4 separate regions of the Mus musculus genome follow, and regions 2, 3 and 4 are each linked to region 1. A link is a contact called in public promoter capture Hi-C data. All regions are on one chromosome and are shown on one strand. Each heading gives the region's core, a stretch centred on a gene start, on an enhancer-like site or on the middle of the called end of the contact. The rest is flanking DNA. Distances are from core to core; before and after follow the strand shown.

Region 1 (5,609 bases), core at 2,036-4,535:
AGGGAGGGAGGGGAGGAGAGAGAGAGAGACAGAGAGACAGAGAGAGACAGACAGATATATATATATACACACACACACACACACACACACAGAGAGAGAGAGAGAGAGAGAGAGAGAGGCGGGTACAATAACAGCAAGCCCTGGGCACATGAAAGTCAAATTAGGCAAAGTGGATCTTGCTCTGTTGCTAAGACTACCTGCTAAATATGAGACCAAATATAAAATTAAAGGAGATTGCTTCTTTTTCCTCCTTATTCCATTCTATCCCATATGGACACATATGTGGGCAATTTGCTCTCTTGAATTATGTCTTAAAAGCTGGACAAAAAAAAAAAAAATCAGCCTTTAAAGTGGGTTGCTATGGGTGAGACACACAGAAGGAAAAGGGCCTAAATCTGGGATTTCCTGGTGAGGGCAAGCAGGCAAACTACAAATGACTGGCTGGATAGCTTCAGAGGTTTATTATCCACTCATTAGGGGCCTTTAATTGTTTTTCCTCCTTAGCACTCTTCAATGACTGTCGTTCCAATCAGGGAGTACAGTTTTTTCTTCACAAGTCGAAATCCTGAGCTGAGAATCAGAGTTCGCTTAAGGCCTGAGGAGAAGCGACCTCTGCTAAAGAAGAAGTCCTTGAGGCTGGTCCACGGGCAGCTCTCCTGCTTAAACACAAGCGTGAGCTCAAAGGTCGGCACCACGCTAGCATCACACACGATCCTATCCAGCTTTTTACATACATTTTCAATCTCCAAGTTCACGTGCATAACACAACCCCGAAGGCCGCAGGGCTCCGTGGACGAGAGCCGCAGGACATCTTGAGCAATTCTCTGGGTCAGTTTCTCAGGGACCAAGACCTTAGAGCAACCAAGTTTGGTTTGCTTTGATCTGGACAGACAGTTCTCCAACATTTTAACCAAATTCTGGCATGTTGTCTCTTCAAATACCACCTCGTTGAGGTTGGGCTCAGGGACAACATAATCCCAGTAGTCGAAATCTGAAAGAAATGAAAGTTTTAGTGAACAGAGAAGCAAGGTGTACGAGGTCTTACTGGCATAGTAAGACTGGCCACTTCTAGCTTCATATCTACCTGCTTTTAATACTGCTTTCTCTCATCTCAATTTTGCTGTTAACCATGTAGGTAATAGAACAGGCCTTCTAACCTTTCAGGACTGAAAGCTCATCTATGCCCTAAAGACTCTGATAAACATAATGAATAGGTTAAAACAACCCTCTTTTACAATTTCTTCTCTCCCCGTAGTCTTGAGGATTATGTGGCAAAAATCTGTCCAAGGTCATCCAAGATTACTAGTGATCTCCTTTCCCCCTTGCTCTCTCTGTAGGGTTTTCCAAGTTTATTTTAGTTTTTTTTCACAAGTCCATGCAGAACATCTGGAATAAAAATCATCACTATTGCTTAACAAAGGGACCGTTGGCGTGCAGAATGGTTTCAAACGCTGTAAAGTGAGCCTGTCCCAATGCTAATGATCTACCAGCCTTAGTTTTCGTTAGAAGTCCTTACTAGGATGGCCTGGAGGTCCAGTGTTGGCTTTGACCTGTTTGATTCAAGTTTGCTCGCAGAGGAGAGAGGACTTTTGAGGTTCCTGAGTTTATTTATAACCGGGCTGGGTCAGTTTTTCTTAGCTGAGCAAAACAAAACAGTCCCAGGAAAACAAAGTTAGGTTTACTCAGAGGAAAAAAGATAGCTCTGCATTTGGTCACCTACCTTCCAAATTAATCCTACTACTTGGCCGGGTGCCATGCCACACTGCGGCCACGAGCCTTCCTCTCCTCTCCTGGTTTTCTATGTCATTAGCTCACTTAGAGGGCACTGCTTGTTTTTTGTTTTTTGTTTTATTTTTTAAATTCCAACAAATAGATTCCAAATCATATCTGTATTTTTATCCACATTGAAGACAGACAAATTTAGAATTATAATATTATCTTATAGATGAAGAAAATCTAAAGAGCTTAAGCCACTTAATATATGCTCACACCACTCTTCCATAGTTGAATAGTCTGTCAGATTAGAAATTGACGTTTCAAGTTGCAAATGATGATTCCTGTAGAACCAGGGCTGTTCAAGTTTTCTTCTGACATTAATGCACAGTGGGTGCATTTCATAATAGAATCTTACTTAGCAACGAAAAGGAACTCACTGATGAGGTAAGTGTATAACTCTACAACATCACACGGTGGGAAAGCAAACCGAACTGAGAAGAGCATATACACTTATTATTTAACATTCTAAAAGCAAAACTAACGTGGTAACAAAATGCCGAAGGATGGTCTTCTGGAGACGGGAAAGAGAAGGATTAGGTGGCAAACAGAAAAGGGAGAATTTGGGGGGGGGGGGGGAGGGGGGACGGACGTGGTGGTGCTAGCTACACAAGTAAGCGCATGTCTTTAAACACACCCAGCCTGTACACTTAATGTTCCAACCATGAGATAGGGAACTTCATCCCCAAGAGCCTCTTAGCAGACTGGAACAACGCATTATTCCCCTTACGTTTGTTTTTGGTGGGCAGACAATGCAAAGGAAGTTTAGAAAGAGATCTCAGATGGGTTTCATAGTCCTCTGTGTCTCTAGGAGGAGATGAAGTCTCGCGCACTCAGGCAGGGACGCTTACACTAGAGAGGGGCCCCGCAACCTTCGGATAGGAAAGAGGTGGACAGCCCAGAGACTCACCACTTAGCAGACTCCCAGGGTGATAGCCACCGTCCAACAACTCTGAAATGCTGGCCGGGTTCTTACTGCTCAAACTGCCCGTTGCAACCATGGTCAACGGCTCTGTTTCCCTCGCGGAGCAGAACGGATCTTTCCCTAGGCGCTGGGAGGAAAAAGTGAGAAGTTTGCAAAAGCACGCAAGAAGTGCACAGGCTCCTCAGAGTCCCGGCATCGCCAGGGCGAACTAGCCCGGGCACTGCCCTTCCAAAGGGAGGGACCAGCCTTAGCAACTCAAGTTGACAAAGCCCTAGGAGCGGAGGCGCCAACTAAAGCCAACAGGCTGGAAGTAGCTGGAAAGTCAGCACAACTGGGAAGCGACCCTGCCCTATCCCGCCTCCTCGGGTCGCTCACCTGCCGGATTTCACCAGACGCTGAAGGGTAAACCGAGGCAGGCGCCCCTCAGTAGTCCGAAGCTTGGACAGTGGTCCCCTGCACAGTCCTGCAGCAAGCCGAAGGCTGCGGGCCACCGCGCCCACCAGCACAGGCTGCACCCGGCCGCTCCGCCTCCCGAATGGAGAGCGCTTTATAGGTCCCGCCTCTCCTCCTGGCCGGCACGCCCACCTGCGCCACTCGCTCGGGCCCGTGCCCCGGCCCGCCCCTGCAGGGTCAGGTCACCTTTCAGTTCCTTCCCAGGCAGGGGCCCAGGCAAGCCCCTGGGAGTTGGTGATCAGCCTCGCCTTGGGCGGACACCTGCTGCTTCCTGAGTTGGCCACTGGTCACCCTGAGTTGGCCACTGGTCACCCTCCTAAAGAGCATCTCCCTTCGGCCACTAACCTAGATTCTTTGGCGTGAGCCCCTGCCCACAGCTTGCCTGCTTCCAGGCTCAGACTGCTCAGGTTTTGGCTATGGAACTTTTCAAGCAGCTAGAAGCTCCAGGTCCTGTTAGGCATGACCCAAAACTTTGCTGTGTCATTCTGAATAAGTATTTGGCTTAGTTGACACTGTGCTCTGTGAGCATCCTTTATGCCCATGTTCTGACTCTAACCCATCAGCTCCAGTCCGCACCCAGTCTCCCCGCAGGTGGTCGGGATGTGGTAAGGGCTCTCTAGCTTCAGCTGCACTCAGGAATCAATGGGGCATCTTTGGGGATACTACATCTGTGACTAAACCGTTTTTCTCCGCGGCCAGGGCGAGCCTGGCCCTGTTCTAAGACCTGGCTTCGAAAGGCACAGAACTTGAATTGAAGAGGGCCAGTGCCAAGAAACTAAACAAAACCACTAACAGGATCTCAGTTGCCTGCTCCAGCCGCAGGATAGTTAGGAGCAATTGCCATTCCCAGAAGCAAAAGTTCCCGGTGGGCTTGTTTGGGAAGAAGTTTAAGCTTTAGTGGTCTTTAAAAAGCTTGTGGGGCATGAGAATAAAGAGTTGTCCTGCTAGGATAAGCTCTGCGACTCTTTCCGGGGAGTCTTGAGCAAGAGGGAACAGAGGGTCTGGGACACCACTAAAAGCACGATGCCAAACGTTTTCTTCTAACTTTACTAAGCCACCCTTCCTGCTGCCCTGCGCCAGTGGCACAGGGTTTGCAATGGGTGGGCGTTCCCAGCGAGGTTGCTGAGGTTGCTGAGATGGTTGAGGTGGATCAGAAAAGGAAGAGACCGAGATACTTGGGGTGAGGGTGAACCTCATTCAAGGCCAGGTTCCAGCACCACTCCCGCACACTTTGGGTCCCCACGTGCAAGGAAGGACCTGCAGGTTAGGGCCTTGAGAAGTAGGATCCGCTGTCCAGGCTAAAAAAACTCTCAGAAGGAAAAACAACAACAAAAGTGGTAAAGAGAGTGTGATAAACAGATCAGTGGGAGGACACTTGCAGGCAGAGCAACAGAAACTAAAGCCAGCTTGAAGGTCCATTTTTAACTCTCCCGAAGCAGCTGCACTGCTCAAGGTCAGGCAGGCTCAGGCACGGGATGCTGATAGGCTGGGGAAAGCAGATTTCCACTTCTATTTTAATAACAAAAGTGGAAAACAAGCAATCCCATTTAAGCCGGTTAGAATGGGTCCTTTAGCTGCTACAGAGCCGCTGGTCCTTATCTAGTCAGCCTTGTTAATGACAGCTGCGTCCTCCCTGCTTCAAGGAATGTTATTAGTGTTATGATAGTAAGTGATCAGAATGGACGTGGGTAGAATAGAGAAAATGCAGCATTTCCACTCGGGTATTTAGGCATAATTCATACTTCCACCGGGACAAAGTTATAGAAAGTTCTAGAATGTGGTATTTACTTTTGGCTCACCTAGCTACAATTTTATATCACTCTCTGGGCTTTTATCTCAGAAGGCAATTTACCCATATGCAAAAATTTCAAATAAGAGCATTCTTTTTGACTGAACGAGTGATGCTATCAGGAAGCTTAGGGCAGGAGGAATCAGGAGGTGTAGAGCATATACCTGCAGTAACCGACAGAGATTGTCTTTCTTAAAGGTCACCTAACATGATTTCAAGCCACATGCTCTCACCAACTTCTATCTTTGCATCTAAGTAGATGACTTAAGAAAATGAAATATTTTAAGGATTCAAACAGAATCAAGAAAAACCAAGACTACTGTATTAGTCAGGGTTCTCTAGAGTCACAGAACTTATGGATAGTAAAGGAATTTATTGATGACTTACAGTCGGCAGCCCAATTCCCAACAATTGTTCAGTAGAAGCTGTGAATGGAAGTCCAAGGATCTAGCAGTTACTCAGTCTCACGCAGCAAGCAGGCGAAGGAGCAAGAGCTAGACTCCCTTCTTCCAATGTCCTTATATTGTCTCCAGCAGAAGGTGTAGCCCAGATTAAAGGTGTGTTCCACCACACCTTTAATCCCAGATGAAAGGTGTAGCCCAGGTTAAAGGTGTGTTCCTTAAACTCTGAGATTCAATCTTCTGGAATCCATAGTCACTATGGCTCAAG
Region 2 (5,609 bases), core at 1,842-4,341, 1.8 Mb after region 1:
AGATTTTTAAACTGTCATGATTGTGGGTGTGGCTATGTCTGAATTTCATATCCCCTTGGCTCTGCTTATCTGGATGGACGAATTCTCTTCTTAGCTGAAGGGAAGTTACTGGTGTTTTTTTTTTCTTTTCTTCATCAAGCAAGAGTTCCAATTGATAGGAAAAAGTCACTCGTTGGTTTATATTTGTTTGAGAAAGTCTGGTTGATCACTGTAGCTCAGGTTAGCCTTAGAATCCACTATAAAGTCCTGAGCACCCTAAGTGCTAGGATAACAGGCATAAGTCACAGTGCCTGGCTGCTACCTGTGGTGACAAATACAAGCTCTCTTAGTCTTCAAAGCTTGCCCAATTCTTCTTTTGGCCTGTACTTGGCTGTCTCGCCAAATAGCACCCATTGAATCAGACAATGAGACCATATGCCCTTATGCCTCTGCTGCCACCCTCTTCAAATCAAACCAGAAGCAAATGTTATACCATCCAAAGTCACCCCAGTGACTACTTCAGATTATGTGGTGGATTGGAACTCTGAGAAAAGCATCCCCAACAAGGACTCTGATACAGAGCCTGCTTCCCTGTGTGGGTGACTCTGTTACACAGGCTGTGTTCTCTCTGTACTGGTAGAGGAAGGGAGAGTAACTTAATACTTGCCAATTTTGTGATCACAATTAGAAAGAAGTACCAAGATCAGTTCACTTTCCCTTATTATAAAGTAACTCAGTTATACAAAAATCTATTACAAATCCTTAACAAAAGAGCCGAAGGAGGGACAAGGGCTTCGAGTCCGAGATGAAAAGAATCCTTAATGTCTTATTAGTGTCTTCTGTACCCTTGCCTGCTACACCACTGACTACCATAGCCATTGGTTTCCAGCAAAAATGCAGCTTCCTTGTAGAATCTGTCATGTGTATAGATAGCAGTGACCCAAGAGTAGGAAGCCATCCTTCCCACAACACCATGTGAGGCACAGTCTCCTGTTCTAGGCAGGCTGCCACTGTGAACCAACTGCATGCAAACCTGCCGGCAACTTTCTGGGCCTCTGTCCCTTGTGAGGCCTTCCTACTTCCTCTCTGTTTTCATTTCATGTATTCATTAACCAAATAGGTTGTTTACCCTTTCTTCACACAGGTGCAGAAGCTGGGAAAGGGGTTATGTCCATCACTGACTTGTCCCTCAGCACAGGAAACAGATGTAAAACAGGTAAACATGATAAAGGTAAGCAAGCACACGGCATGGTGAGATAAAAGCTTCCAGTCAAGGAAAACTCAATCACAACTTACCGACAACTGAGTTTTCTAAACAATAATTATCATAGGCATTCTGAGAAACAAAAGCTATAGCACATTAATTACTATTAACAGAAAAATGTGGATGAAGAAATGCCAAGCCAAGCGTGGCCCTGGTGGGGACAGAGTGACATGGCTCCTGACCCTGGGGCAGGTCCCTAGTGTGAACCTCCAGGAGATGCCGAGCCAGGTGTGGCCCTGGCAGGGACAGAGTAAGTTGGTGATATGATTCTTGCCTCTGGGACATGGCCCCGTTGTGAACCTCCACGAGTATGGATGACTGCTGTGGGCATAAGGCTTGTTTGTATAATAATGCACATATTTCACATTCCTCCTAGGAATGTCTTCTTTGTTAACATTAATGTCTCCAGGATAATCTGACAACATGGGTCCAGGTGAAGAAGGTGTGGCTAATGTCTCAGCAAAATGGTAAAGGCTGGGACCTTCAGGACAGCCCTTAAGGCTATGGGAAAGACCTATAAATACATGAGTTCAAAATATATATAATTTCTCAACTATGCAAAACATAAGAGTGCAATATGAATTATGGGGGCTTCATGAATCTAAAGGAACAAAGGCAGCTACACTCTGAGCTAGACTGTCAGAAAGACACAAAGGCAGGCAGATTCCTGAGTTCAAGATCAGCATGTATGCTTACAGTCTTTTAAGAATCAAAGGACTGCGGTCACGGGATGTTGATTCAAAATATAATCAAAAGGAAACCTGGAATAAATAACTGAATTGATATGTAAATTAAAAAACTGGGCTTTTGGTCTGCATGAGATGAGCTAGCAAAAGGCGATAGCAGTTGTTTAGAAATTCTCTCTAGTGAGAGCTGGGCTCTCTAGAAATCTCTGGAGAGCAAAACAGCTCTTCAAGAATTTTTTCTTACCAAGATTTCTGACTTAGTCGGAAGATCCAATAATTTTTTATAGCAGCTTCTCTGACTAAACCCAGACAGCATTTAGAACTTTTACCTACAGAGAGAGCTGTCTCAACCAGACAGTTTTTAGATGAGACAGACAGACAGACAGACAGACAGACAGACAGACTGACTGACTGACTGGAAAGCCATCTCAGCAGAACCTGAGTGGGCAGCTTGAACCCATGATTTGACTTTGAGTCGTTCTTTCTGCCACTCCCAGACACCCCTTCTCTCAGAACCCCACTCCAATGCCAAGGCTGGTCCTTGACAAAGAAATAACATCTTGGGAATATAAATTGTCCAAGATTAGCTCATAGGAGGTGAAGAGAAGATTCAAGTCTCATGTTTTCCCGTTACTAAGCAATTAGAGATTGACTGTTATGTCTTCTTCATTAAACATGGAGAGTAACTCAAATAATAAAAAGAAAATCCACAGGATCCTGCAGGGAACTGTATTTTATTGGGCCTACTAGTTTTTAGGGTCATAAAGTTAAATTGCTCTTTAAACTACTTAGGATCCTTGTGAGTGGGGACGGGGGAGGTGGGGAACAGAGATCACTTAAATACAGTTCTATCTCTCCCTTCTATCCCCATCTTTCAAATGGGAAAGCTGGGGTCCACAAAGGTTTCATTCAAGCAACAGAAACTAACAACTGACCCCAATGTCTCAAACATAGGCTCAGACTCCTAACACAGCTGGGGAGAGCCCGGCGTGGTCACGTGCTTCCAGCAATGAATGTGGACCATCTGGATACAGACTCTCTACAGCTGTTTAGATCCGGGACTCTCTCCTACAGCAGAGGCAGCCTGTCAGTGCACCTGAACTGCCGCTGCGCACGTTGCATACGTAACATAACGTAACGTAACGTAATGTAACGTACTCTGTGAGACCAGGACAATGGATTACATTAAAGAAGGAAAATGTGAAGACTGAAAATGCTTCTCTGATGAGAAAGCAGCCACCTAGATCCCACGAGCTCATGTTACCGTAATATTTACTAATAGGACTCTGACAATGCCTGGCGCATAACAGTTCCTGGTAGACAGGTGACAAATAAAATAAAATAAAATAAGAATAAAATAAAAACAGGGATAAATAAAGTGGAAAGGAGTGATGAGCTCTTGGCTGCTTGTGTATGTAACCAAAGGTACAAGAGTAACTGAAACAAAACAGGTGCAGAAATCTCCGTGACAGTAGATTAGTGTGGGGCACCTAGCTTAGATCCCAACCATTTAAAGTGCAGCTTTGAAAGTAACTATCGGGAAGTCTCTTCTAACCTGGAAGAAAAGCGATCGTTTCACCGATTTATCTCTTCAAGGGTCACTGACAGGTGTCACAAAGTCTGGTTGGTGGCTTACAGGCATGACACAACAGGAACATTCGAAGCAGGAGTGGACGAGAAAACGGCAGATCTGTCCGCTGTGATGACGGGATTACCTAACTCGGTGACCAGACACCTTGGTGTCCCTCCCTTTACGCGTCTCCAGCTCGCTGTCTACCAGCCTCTCCCAAGTCTACCATTGTAAGTGCCTCTTCAGAGTTGACACAATCTTTCTTGGCTTGACTTTTGGACACATTCTTAACACCATTAAAAGAGAAGGTTTGAGCAAGAAACACTCCAGACGAATAATCCTCTAGGAGGCCGAACTAGGGATGACAAGTATTCTCTGATATCAGTGCTTCCATTTTTATCTCACGCCTTCTTATGCTTCTTACTTAGGGCTGAATGGTGCGCATGTATTCAGAAACACACGCAAACACACATTCACACACACACATATATACACACATAGGAACACGCAGATATACACATACACCACTCACAGTCACACATACACACGCACTAAAACATACTGAAATACACATATATCAGATCACACAGATACGTGGCCACGTACAAATATGCTTACATACATACATACATACATGCATGCATGTGCACATACACACATACATTCTTCCAAGTCTTTCTGAAGAGCATATGAAGACTTCTTCTCTAGAATATATTATTATAAAGACAAAAATGTCTAATGAATTAGACACTATTAGGAAAAACTCCTTATGAAGCCGTGTGTAGAGATAGCATTGCTACGACAAGGCAGGTAAAGTGCAATTTACAGACAAAGACGCCCATATGTTGAGAATGTTCGTATCTAGGTCCTAAATTATGAGTGGTTTTTTTTTTCCTTTCTGCTTATCTAGCTTTCCCAATTTTAAACAATGTACTTGTGTTTCTATGGGGATCCATCCCATAACCAGACACTATTGTGGATGCCAACAAGAGCTTGCTGACAAGAGCCTGATATAGCTGTCTCCTGAGAGGCTCTGCCAGTGCCTGACGAATACAGGAGTGGATGCTCACAGCCATCCATTCAATGGAGCACAGGGTCCCCAATGAAGGAGCTTAGAGAAAGTACCCAAGGAGGTGAAGGGGTCTGCAGCCCCATAGGAGGAACAGCAATATGAACTAACCAGTACCCCCAGAGCTCCCTGGGACTAAACCACTAATCAAAGAAATTGCGCAGAGAGATCCATGGCTCTAGCTGCATATGTAGCAGAGGATGGCCTAGTCGGTCATCAATGGAAGGAGAGGCCCTTGGTCCTGTTAAGGTTCTATGCTCCATTATAGGGGAATGTCAGGGCCAGGAAGCAGGAGTGGGTGGGTTGGGAAGCAGGGGGAGGTAGGAGGGGATACGGGATTTTCAGAGGGGAAACTAGGAAAGGAGATAACATTTGAAATGTAGATAAAGAAAATATCAAATTTTTAAAAAGAAAAAAAAAACAAAAAAGTGACTCATTATTTTCTCTTTTATTTTCATCTCTTTTTCTAGGTTTTTACATGGAGGATGAACTGGAAGTTGATTTTTTTTAATTAGGTATTTTCCTCGTTTACATTTTCAATGCTATCCTAAAGGTCCCCCATACCCACCCACCCCCAATCCCCTACCCACCCACTCCCCCTTTTTGGCCCTGGCGTTCCCCTGTACTGGGGCATATAAAGTTTGCAAGTCCAATGGGCCTCTCTTTGCAGTGATGGCCGACTAGGCCATCTTTTGATACATATGCAGCTAAAGACAAGAGCTCCCCGGTACTGGTTAGTCCATATTGTTGTTCCACCTATAGGGTTGCAGTTCCCTTTAGCTCCTTGGGTAATTTCTCTAGCTCCTCCATTGGGGGCCATGTGACCCATCCAATAGCTGACTGTGATCATCCACTTCTGTGTTTGCTAGGCCCCGGCATAGTCTCACAAGAGACAGCTATATCTGGGTCCTTACAGCAAAATCTTGCTAGTGTATGCAATGGTGTCAGCGTTTGGAAGCTGATTATGGGATGGATCCCTGCATATGGCAATCACTAGATGGTCCATCCTTTCGTCACAGCTCCAAATTTGGAAGTTGATTT
Region 3 (5,609 bases), core at 1,993-4,492, 1.5 Mb after region 1:
AAAATGCCCTGCATGCTGTTTCCCGCCTTGTTCAAAGTTGTAGCAGATCTTTGATGTAGTTTTGAGTTATACGATTGACCCCCCTCTCCTTTTAAGTGGCATTGTAAGACTCTCAAAAATTAATGGGGAGATCATTTCCGCATAGTTTGAGAATCAAGTCTTTGTGAGTATCCCAGTTCTGTCAATCATCTATATGCATTTCTTAGGGGAGAACTTCTAATAAACACAAGTTTTTTTTCATTCATAGCTGGTGTGATAGTGAAATGGAGATAATTGGTATAAAATGTTTAGTATGATGTTTGTATGGTGATTGCTTAATAACTGTCAAAATATTTCCAAATAATCTACATTTTAAAATTGAGCTTTTATGAAAAGACTCCTTCAGTATTTTTAAAACCACTACCTATTTATTTAAAATAAGATATTTTAAGATATAATTTACATATCTTATTTTAAGAATATTTAAAAGTGATGTTTCCATATAATACATGTAACAGTATTATCACTTGAATACATTCCTTGTCACTAAACCCAGAGTAAGGCTTACCCTGGAGGACTCTGTAGGCAGAAGATGGGATCAAATGACTTTCACTTTTCCTCAGCATTCTGTCCTGTATTTCCATGGAAACCGGGCACATAGTTTTGATTCGGGTCATCCTCTCCGCCCACAGAACCTTTCAGCTCTCCAGGCAATTGTAAAAGTATCTTCTTTTCTGGTTTGTTTTTATTCTTTGTAATTACAGCTGGAGCTCCAGCAGAGACTGAAGTAAATGATCCCCTGCTCCCTTGGAAGTCCTAGAGATCTTCGGGTTTAGGCAAGCTTGGTTATTCCCCCCAAACTAAAAGCACATCAAGTTGTTAACAGACCTTGAATGCAGCACTTGAAGATGCTCTGCAGTCCTGGAGAATAGCCTAGGTAATTCCAAGGGTTCTTCTTGATCCTCTCTGTGAAAGGATGTAAAGTCCTATCAGTACCCATCACTTGCTCTACCTCCATGCCTTGCTCTGCCATCAGTTCACAGAGGAAGCTCAATAGAAGATAAGTAAGATAGCACTCGTCAACATTTCAATCTGGGTGGGGAGATCTTACAAGACCCCACCCTAGATAAAGGGCTGTAGGAAAACAGTGGCAGCTTAGAGAGGAGGAAGTCAGTCTGTCTTCTCCAGAGAAAAGTCCCCAGAGAGGTGATTCAATCCATCTCAAGTGGTACACCCTACACAGACATATAGATGAGAGCAACACTAAGTGGATTCAGAAGGAAATTGTATAGAGAGTTGGAGAAAGCGAGGGAGAGATGTAACTATAATATTTAATAAGTATTCAATTAATTAAATTAAATTAAAAAAATAAAGGTCAAGAACTTGAGAGGGGGACATGGGAAGAGTTAGAAGGAGAGAAGATGGGATTTAATGATGTAAATTGTAGTCACATATGAAATCTTCAATACATTTTTTAAAAGAAAAAAAGAAAAATGCTCGCTTAGTTCCCAGGAAACCAACTGATCGCTTTTTGCACGTTGTCTGTTGTTGTCTTCCAAAGGCCCCTTGTCACATTTTTCTCTTAGTACGACAATACTGCTGGCAAGTCTGTTTTTCCTCATCAGCTATAATCTTCACTATACCAGAAAACAAATTAACCTATAATCTTCACTATATTAGAAAACAGATTAACCAATAGGAGAATGGATGTGCTTTTTTTTTTTTTTTTTTTTTTTTTTTTGGCTTAATTGTCCTCTTAGTAATCAACCCTCCAAAGTTGTGTCAGACAAGCCTTTTTAAGTTGGGTAACATAATGTCCCTGTCTCACTGGTTTATTCTCCCTGCTTCAGTTGGTCTTCAGTGTCTGGAAATTGCAGAGAGTAGAAGAATTACTACTTTGAGATTAGTACTTTTCCAGTAACCAGTTCTTGAGACAGATGTTATTTCTTAAGGTAAACCACGTTCTTGCGATTACTCATGGTCCACTCTGGGATGAAGCCACTGTCGGCAATGTGTAGTCCTTTCTCCGCAGAGTTCTGGTGTGGGAGTCTCCCATGACTCACCTCCTTCAGAGTAGCTGATCCATCATCAAGAAAACACTGTCTGAACTGGACCTGGAAACAAAATAGAAAACTATGTGAACTTTCTGAGGAGTTCAAGATTATGTGGAAACTTTGAAAACTTGCCATTTGGGCTATATGTGCATCTTGTGTTTTTCTTGGTTATTCAGTCTTCCTCTTGAAGCACAAGACTTGAAGCTACAACTCCTTTTTTCAGCGGTGCCTATCTTCACTATCTTCACAATTTTTGTTAGAGGTCAATATTTGTTTCTACTTGACCATTTATTTACTTATTATCTGGCAGGTACTAAATTCAAGTTAATCCTAGAAGCAAAATCTACCTTACAGATTTTAAGGGATACTAAAAGTTGCTAAGAAGTTTCTCAAGGTAAGCTAGTTGATTGAACTGCCAAACTTTAAAAGCAAGCATGATATAGAAATCTGTCCTTGCTTTACTAAGTTCGAATATCCCCTCCAAAAGAGGAATTGAAGTTTATTCATCACTATTTCAGAACTGGGAGGTGGGCCCTTTAAGAAGTGTCTGGGTGGTGCTGAGTCTGTTCTCACAGATCAGTGCCACCACTGCAGGTGTGTATTTTACAAAAAGCGTGAGTTCATTCTGACTCCCCGTGTCTGCCTAGCATAGATGGGCTGCTGCCCATTTGTTAGATTGCTGGTGCCCATGGAACTTTGCAGCACCCAGGACTGTGTGCCCAGTAATCATCCATTGTTTATAAATTATCCAGCCTGTGGCATTCTGTTAGGCTGTGTGAACTGGAATAAGACACTAAGTCATGTTGAGGAAACAGCTACTGCCTTTTCTTGTTGCTTTGCAGCAGGCTGCCCCAGTGATTTGCTTTCTTTCTTCTCTCTCTCTCTCTCTCTCTCTCTCTCTCTCTCTCTCTCTTAAAATAATTCTTGCTGTTTCGGGTAGTTGTATGCCAACCGGGCCCATCTGGTGCTATTTTTCTAGAATATTACAGGACTGCTTTCCTACTCAAAGATAACACTTTCACATGTCCTTAAAGCTTTTCTTGTCTTCATCCTTGCAGTGGTCACTCTACTGTAATCAGTTTGCCACAAGCTGGATTCCAATAAGAAATGGTGGAGGGGGGGATGGAGGATGATAGAAGGATCCGTAGCAGCTGTGTGGATAATGGATACTGACATCAGTCCTGTACACAGGCTCGGCTCAGCAGAGTCCTTCCCATAGCAGGAACTGCCTCGCTGCCAGCCATGGCTGCACTCCAGCACTCTGGTGGCAGACTGCATGGCAATGCAGGTATTTTGGGAAACACTACCATCTCAAATAGCTGAGAGCATACATAACCAAAAGCCCTTGAGAGGACAGTGTGAAAGCTTCTGGTATGTTGATAATTTCACTTTGATGTATAAAACTCACAGATTGTCTTGTGAAATCAACTTTCTGCCAGGAAGTCATAATTACGGAACCAAAGTCAAAGGCACAGTATAGCAGTGAAACCCTGTGTCCAGCTTGAGATGTTTCCTCTCAGCACTGAAGCCTCTTAAGATGCTTCCTAGAGAGTAGATTTCTGATGATACAGGCAAGAACAGTCGATATGTAGAACACTACTAAAATTTGAAAATGTTCAACCATAGCAAGAAAATGCCCACTATGCCAAAGCAAGTTAACAATATTTAGGTGGAACTATACACCTTCAAAGATTAATATCTCATCGGACATGTGTGCAGTATTCCCCCTCATTATCTGTAGGCATGAACAGAAAAGGCAGTCCCAGGAGTGAACTCATCAATGAGGTTCCACATCCAGAGGTTGGAAGTAATGCTTGTTTCTATACAATTGTACAATTTCTTTGATCGAGGCTGAAGGAGCAGAAGTCTTACCTATCAAGAGTAAAGTCTATTAGAAAAGTCACATGATGAAACTGCTTACCTCATTGTAAAGGTAACAAACCAATTCTGGCTTAGGTTACCAGAGATCTGAGGGTCAGGATTCTACCTCATCCTTGTGACACTCAGGTCATTTATCAGTTTATCAGAAAGATCACTACTTTCCCTGAATGAACACATCATTGAGAGTGAGAATTCCACTGCTGACAAATTGACATGAGAAGAGCATGGGGTCTTAGCCATGAGCCAGGTGCTTCCCCCAAGGCCAGGTGTTCCTGCACATAGATGAGGGTGCTCTCTCAAAGGGACCATGGCCTTCCCTCACATAGGCTGGAGGCCTCCTCACATAAGCACATTTGTTATGTCATGTTGTCAGGTGCCTTCTTTTACATGAACTGGGGCATTCCTATGCATTGGCCTTAGTACTTCTCACGGGAATGAGAGTGCTCCCTCACATTGGCCAGAGTGTTCCTTCACAGAGCTTGGATGCTCCCTCACATAGATATGAATGGGGTCCCTAGCTCATGCTATCCCACTCTCAAATGGGTGTAGAAACTCACTACATGGATCCAAGCATAGTCCCTCATAGGAGTTGAGTGTTCCCCATAGGGATGAGAGTATTGCCTCAGAGATCAGGATGCATCTTCAAAGAGGCCATGGTGCTCCCTCATCAGTTCCAAGACAAGTACTCCTCATAGGGGACTTGGTGCCCCTTTGATATGGGTGAAAAGCATAGTGGTCACAACAATTCTAGCCAGATCTAAGGCCTCTACTTCTCATTAAATGATTCTTTCATGAACTAAACTAGAAAGACATGTTTACCTAAACCCAGCAAATAATAGTATTCTAAATACAAATGGAATTCATTAAGTGGCCTCCGAGTACACAGCACCCACACAACTTGTAAGGAAGACACATAAGGAAGTTACAACTTCTCTGTCCTTATTTTTCACTCTAGGTTAAACAGGCTATTTATACAGCCATATACAAGGAAAAACAAAATGACTAGGTACCCAACGAAGCCCAGTGTAGTAAGAACAGGTAACATTTTGTCATTTGTCAAGATTGTTGTGTATCTCTGTGGGATTCTAGCACAGTCTTATGAAGAATAGTTATGCGCAAACAGTCATTGATCTGGTTTTCTCTCTGTTGCTTTGATAAAACACTAATCAAAAGCCGCTTGCTCACAGCCATCCATTGGACAAAGCACATGGTCCCCAATGAAGGAGCTAAAGAAAGTACCCAAGGAGCTGAAGGGGTCTGCAGCCCTATAGGAGGAACAACAATATGAACTAACCAGTACCCCCAGAGCTCCCTGGGACTAAACCACCAATCAAAGAAAACACATGGTGGGATTCATGGCTCTAGCTGCATATGTAGCAGAGGATGACCTCGTTGATCATCAATGGGAGGAGAGGCCCTTGGTCCTGTGAAGGTTCTATGCCCCAGTATAAAGGACTACCAGGGCCAGGAAGTGGGAGTGGGTAGGTTGGTGAGCAGGGGGAGGGAGAGGGGAGCGGGTGTTTTCAGAGGGGAAACTAGGAAAGGGAATAACATTCGAAATGTAAATAAAGAAATATCTAATTAATAAAAGCAGCTTGGGCAGGAAAGGATTTATTTGATCTTGCACACAGATCAGGTCACAGTTCTTAACTTGGGAAAGTCAGGCAAGAAGTCAAGGCAGGCGTGTGGAGGCAG
Region 4 (5,609 bases), core at 1,802-4,301, 1.3 Mb after region 1:
GCTATAACCCCGGTTCTCCATAAATTTTGATTTCGATGACAAACTCCACCCTATTGCAGCTTTGAGAGGCAGTCTAATCCAGAGAACTCTGTACCCATTCTCCTCTGTCACATGCAAAGAGAAGCCCACTCCCTGTAAAAATTAAAGTCTGCTGACGAGATAGGGATCAAAGATGTTTTGAGAAATCCAGAGACATAAAGTAGAGATTTTTCATCCACATTTTTCTAGCCATTAATGGAATAAGATTTATGGAGTGAGAGGGATATGAATATGTTTGTGTGCATGTGTATGCACACACACATATGTGTAAAAATGTGTATAGTTCATGTATGTGCAGGTACACACGTGTTGAGGCACACATTTACTCTTGCAAATGTGTGCATGTGAAAGCCAGAAGAACAACCTCTGATAATATTCCTCAGTTATTATTCACGTCTTTACGTGTGTGTATATGTGGGGGTGGGGACTGGGGGAGGTGTGTATGTGCACAAGTGCCTGTGACACAGGTTCAATCAGTGATCTGAAACTTGCTAGCTAATGAGCCCCAGATAGTTTTCTCTGTCCACCTCCCAAGTATAAGAATCAGAAACTTACAACCACACATATCGCTTTATAAAATGATGACTTTATTATTCTTTGAAATTTTAATACAATATAGTTTGATCATATTCATCCTAATCCCTCCAGTTATCCTGGATGCTCCTTCACATCTCTACCTATCCAACTTCATGTACTCTCTTTCTCTCAGCACACACACACACACACACACACACACACACATCCCACAGTCTGGTCCCTCAAGTCTAGTTTGCGTTGTCCTACTTGTGGGCATGGAGCGTGTCTTGGAGTGTGGTGTAAGCCAGGTGATACTCTATTGAACAAAACTGACTTGTGCTCTTCCAGCAGCAATAAAATATCAAAGTTCCTCACCTAGGGGTCTGACTTTATCCCCCTGTTTCCTCCTCCAGGCTGCCATTTTATATAGCTTGAGTTTGGGTAGATTGGTTTCGTTCATATTGTCACTGTTCCTGTGACTTCATATGTGTATCCACCATGTTGTATCTAGAAGACACTGTTTCCATGGAGCCATCCATCACCTCTGACTCTCATACACATTTCAACATAGATCCATGAGCCTTGAGGTGGAAGCGGGGTATGTTGTAGGCACCCATTTATAGCTGAGCACTCCTAAGTCTTGGTGTTCATTGCTGTTTACTGCAAGAAAATGCTTTTCTTATCAAAGCTGAATGATGGTTGATGCTTTATGGGTATAATGTATGATTAGGAACCTTTATATTGTTATATCCATGTAACAGAATAGTAGTAGTAGACTCCCCCTTAATGGCATTGACCTTTCTAGACACAGTCAAGTATGTGTTCCATTCCATAATTAAGACCTTAATCCAATATTTTCAAAAGTCGTTGACTACTTTTCTAACATGCGTGCCACTATTGCACTTACGGACACATATGGCCAGGCAGGTTATTGCTGCAGCTTGCAATCCATAGCCATGTGTGACTGGGGATCTCCTTTCTGGCAGCATCCATGACTCCTTCTGTCATTATGAACAATATGCAGAAGGGATGAGGCTTTCAGTTGACCACCAGGCAGATTTCTCCATGTTGTTGTTTGTTTTACTTCCATAGATGTCCTTTGTGTATATATTAAGGCTTCCACTTTTGTGTTTTTGGTAGGAGTCCTGTGTGTGTGAGTGGGAGTGTCACTGCATCTATATGCATGCCTTGTGCTTTTCCTGCAGTCTCTTTGTGGTTGGATGTTTGGTCGGATTCCTATTTTTTTAATCTTATTTTATTATGATTCCTTAAATGCTGATTTGTTTTCTGACACAGAAAGGATGTCAATGTGAATGGGGAGCAACTTGGGGGAGTAGCGGGGAGACTATAACCAGAATATACCAAAATAAAATCTATTTTCAATAAAATAAAACAAAATAAAATAAAATAAATTCTCCATAAAATTATCATTGTTTCCCTACTTCTGCCATCACAACATTTTGAGACAGATCAGGAAAAGTGGGAGGTATGAAAGAACCCCTACAGAATTAAATAAGCAGGAGTTTGAGCAGTGGAATTGTCTCAAGACATGTCTAAACTATGATAGATTCTGTCTAGTCTCCTAATAGTCCTTAAAAAACAAACAAGTGTAGCCTAGCGTTCCTCAAGATTAGCCTAAATTACGTAACTGATGTTACCGTCACTCAGTGTAAATCGTATTTTGCAGTTGTAATTTTATAAAGTGTTCTTTTGGATGTTTTGAAAAGGGGAGCAGGGCGGGGGAGTGTATAGGGAACTTTCGGGATAGCATTTGAAATATAAATAAAGAAAATATATAATAATAATAATAAAGAAAAGCAGGAAAAACTCACAATGTTCTAGGAATCTGAAAACACTTCGACTGTAGAAGAATGAATAGGAATACTTATAGCGTCTGCCTGATGGCTCCTCCTTTTAGACTGAATGGTCTGTCTCTGATCTTTTCCCGAGGCTTCATTAAACACCAAGTCATATGTAAAGCGATACTGATCCGAAGGACAGGTTTGGAACTTCACCAGGAAGTGACAGTGATGTCTCTTCAGTCTTATGCGGACAGCTCACACTTTATGCTCACTTTCCGCACTGTGAGTACGCCCCTGCACTCATCCATCCCCCACGTTACCAGCGTGGGATGTACTGAATGTCAGCTGAGGAGCATTGATTTGCTTTTATATTGTTGATTCAAAGGAGACCTAGACAGAGGAAAACATTTTTAAAGGAATAAAATACAAAGTGCTCTTAGAACCTAGTTGATTTTATTACAGCGTATTTCCGTTGTGCCTACTCTCTTTTAAGGATAAATGAGCTGTTTGGTAGGAGAAAAAAAAGAGCTGAAGCTTTACTGAGAGATTTTGTACTTACTGTGTGCTTCTGAGCAAGTTACTTCAGGACAAAGGTTTCATAATAAAATCCCTGGACTTTATTCACCGATGATGAAAATAATCACTCCGTGGGGGAAATTGGCCATCTGTGAGTGGCATCCGCTGGGATGCAGGGGTGTAAGTGGGTTGCCCACGAGCCTCCTGGGTGAGTTTCAGCCAAGCTGTCCTCCAATCAGAGGCTAATTAAGATGAGAAACTGCCACACAATATTGAAATATAGCCACGGGTGGAACAGAAATCATTCCTGGCCTCGTCGTCACTCTGAACTATGGCAAACCAGAGCAATGCCACTTCGACACAGCAATCCCTTGAAGCAGATGAAGAAACTTTGCTGGTTCCCGGTTTCTCTCACCCAGTACCCTTCCTCTCACCTTCGAGCTGCTGATGTCCCGGTGACTGTGGATAACTCCTGTGCCTCATATGGTGCTGCAATGTCTCCAGGACTGTGCATAACTCCCGTGTCTGGTGTCTCTGTCCCATTTACCCCACTTCTTCCATCTCCCCACCAGCTTCAGTGACATCAGATGCAAATATTTACACCCAACCAATGGACAGAAGCAGGTGACCACTGTTGTTGAATTAGGGAAGGCTGAAAGAAGCTGAAGAGAAGGGCCATCCTGTAGGAGGACCAGCAATTTCAATTAATCTGGACCCTCAAGATCTCTCAAACACTGTACCACCAAACAGACAGCATACACTAGCTGATATGAGACCCCTAACACACACACAGTAAAGGACTTCCAGGTCTGTGTTCATTCAGAGATGCTGCACCTAACCCTCAAGAGACTGAAGGTTCCAGGGAGTTTAGTGGTCAGGTGGGGTCAGAATGGGGCATCCATGTGGAGACGGGGTGGGGTGGGGTGGAGGTGTGGGATGTGGAGCAGATGGAGGGTGGATGTGGAGGGGCAGGGAATGAAATGTGGAGTATAAAAAATAAACAATAAAATAAAATGCAAAAAAGAGAACGAAAAGTAAAAAAAGAGAAGTCATGTTTTGTTTGTGTTGGGCAATACTGTGTTGTTTTTCTTGCTGAAATACAATCTTTGGTGTAATGCCTTTGAACTTCACATAAAGCTTCTGAGATAAACACATCTTATTATCTTTATAAATATGGGGAAACATTCTGAGTTATGAAATATCTGGGCCGGAGTATCTGGGTGGTAAATATTTGATCTATACAGATTTATTATTGCCACTTTTTCTTGTGAAGTATCGACAGCTTCCTCTTTTCCACATCACATCTCCATTTAAAAGCCCCTATCCAGAACTTCTTTTTCATTTTTTAAAATTTGAGAATAGTATAATTTCTCCATAAAAATAAAAGGAGAGAAGCATTGATAATCTCCCAGTATCTGGACTAAGTAACAAGAGACCAAACCTAATAATCTTAGAGATGACAGAGAAAACTTTTGGTGGCGTGTCCTGGGTATACAGCACAGAAAATCGTTGTAACTGGTTTGCTGGATCTTCATTTCCAAACTGTATTAAATACAAATCCACAACCTCTCATGCCACATAGATCTCAATAAAATGTTCTAAATATAAGTACAAAGTCCAAGCTGACTCTTTCTAATTCTCTCATCATTTCCAAGCAGAAGCCAGATTTCCTGTTTCTCCATGGTTAGATCACACTGTTCATACTATCATATAAATCAGGATTTATATCAGCATATTATATTTTGACTTGATTTTCCATCATGACCATGCTTTGAGCTTAGGCACAATACATTTTCATACATTCCTTTATTTTAATGTTCTCTTACAGATGAATAAAATATCTTGTGTAAACACCCTTAAACACATTTCTCTCTTGTGAGGACAGATTCCAAAGGGAAACTGCTTATTCAATGTCTTAGTGCTTTTCAGAAGTTAGTTTAGGATACATTTCAAAAGGTCATATCAATTAGCATGTGCTAACTGATTTCTTTTTATTTTCAATTTTTTATTAGATATTTTCTTCATTTACATTTCAAATGCTATCCAGAAAGTCCCCCCGCCCGCTCCCCTACCCACCACTCCCCCACTTCTTGGCCCTGGCGTTCCCCTGTAGCGAGGCATATAAAGTTTGCAAGACCAAGGGGCCTCTCTTCCCACTGATGGCCAACTAGGCCATCTCCTGCTACATATGCAGCTAGAGTCATGAGCTCTGGGAATACTGATTAGTTCATAATGTTGTTCCACCTATAGGGTTGCAGACTCCTTCAGCTCCTTGGGTACTTTCTCTAGCTCCTCCATTGGGGGCCCTGTATTCTATATAGCAGCCTTATTTATAATAGCCAGAAGCTGGAAAGAACCCAGATGTCCCTCAACAGAGGAATGGATACAGAAAATGTGGTACATTTACACAATGGAGTACTACTCAGCAATTAAAAACAATGAATTCATGAAATTCTTAGGCAAATGGATGCATCTGGAGGATATCATCCTGAGTGAGGTAACCCAATCACAAAATAACACACATGGTATGCACTCACTGATAAGCGGTTATTAACCCAGAAACTTAGAATATCCAAGATACAATTTGCAAAATGCATGAAACTCAAGAAGAAGGAAGATCAAATAGAGTGGGGAACAAAATACCCATGGAAGGAGTTACAAAGTTTGGAGCAGAGCCTGAAGGAAAGACCACCCAGAGACTGCCCCACCCAGGGATCCATTCAATATAAAACGACC

The links. Promoter capture Hi-C pulls out the DNA fragments that hold promoters and counts their contacts.
Region 2: a contact with region 1 is called in a promoter capture Hi-C map of pre-B cells, with 10 times the contacts expected there. The contact joins the promoter of 4933401H06Rik here to the promoter of Ddit4l in region 1. A contact is called at or near these places in 11 of 39 promoter capture datasets (the 3T3-L1 cell line, the C10 cell line, cranial neural crest and 7 more), 2 of 115 datasets of contacts at active chromatin or transcription factors (embryonic stem cells and stem cell-derived neural progenitor cells) and 1 of 9 other capture datasets (adipose tissue).
Region 3: a contact with region 1 is called in a promoter capture Hi-C map of hippocampal neurons, with 4 times the contacts expected there. The contact joins the enhancer-like site here to the promoter of Ddit4l in region 1. A contact is called at or near these places in 6 of 39 promoter capture datasets (the HPC-7 cell line, cranial neural crest, hippocampal neurons and 3 more), 1 of 115 datasets of contacts at active chromatin or transcription factors (astrocytes) and 1 of 9 other capture datasets (liver).
Region 4: a contact with region 1 is called in a promoter capture Hi-C map of hippocampal neurons, with 3 times the contacts expected there. The contact joins the enhancer-like site here to the promoter of Ddit4l in region 1. A contact is called at or near these places in 4 of 39 promoter capture datasets (cranial neural crest, hippocampal neurons, liver and 1 more), 3 of 115 datasets of contacts at active chromatin or transcription factors (astrocytes, embryonic stem cells and forebrain) and 2 of 9 other capture datasets (adipose tissue and embryonic stem cells).

Annotation. Positions count from the first base shown.
Region 1 is chr3:137,621,348-137,626,956 of GRCm38.p6, reverse strand. Ddit4l (DNA-damage-inducible transcript 4-like) reads right to left here and starts at 3,285. Exons shown (of 3, transcript NM_030143.4): 1 at 3,074-3,285; 2 at 2,684-2,825; 3 at 1-991. The coding sequence starts at 2,774. The coding sequence ends at 501.
Region 2 is chr3:135,837,751-135,843,359 of GRCm38.p6, reverse strand. It overlaps 4933401H06Rik (RIKEN cDNA 4933401H06 gene), which reads left to right and starts at 3,091. Exons shown (of 5, transcript NR_040540.1): 1 at 3,091-3,253; 2 at 3,526-3,729; 3 at 5,039-5,083. All of the region lies in intron 2 of Slc39a8 (solute carrier family 39 (metal ion transporter), member 8), which reads right to left.
Region 3 is chr3:136,163,279-136,168,887 of GRCm38.p6, reverse strand. All of the region lies in intron 7 of Bank1 (B cell scaffold protein with ankyrin repeats 1), which reads left to right. Among named protein-coding and RNA genes, the nearest start is that of Bank1, 160 kb to the left of the region's middle. Within about 2 kb of position 3,242, at least 45 of the 459 cell types and tissues checked have an H3K27ac peak or open chromatin away from gene starts, as enhancers often do. A contact at or near this core is called in hippocampal neurons, where this site is marked.
Region 4 is chr3:136,367,138-136,372,746 of GRCm38.p6, reverse strand. No RefSeq gene overlaps it. Among named protein-coding and RNA genes, the nearest start is that of Bank1, 44 kb to the right of the region's middle. Within about 2 kb of position 3,051, at least 11 of the 459 cell types and tissues checked have an H3K27ac peak or open chromatin away from gene starts, as enhancers often do. A contact at or near this core is called in hippocampal neurons, where this site is marked.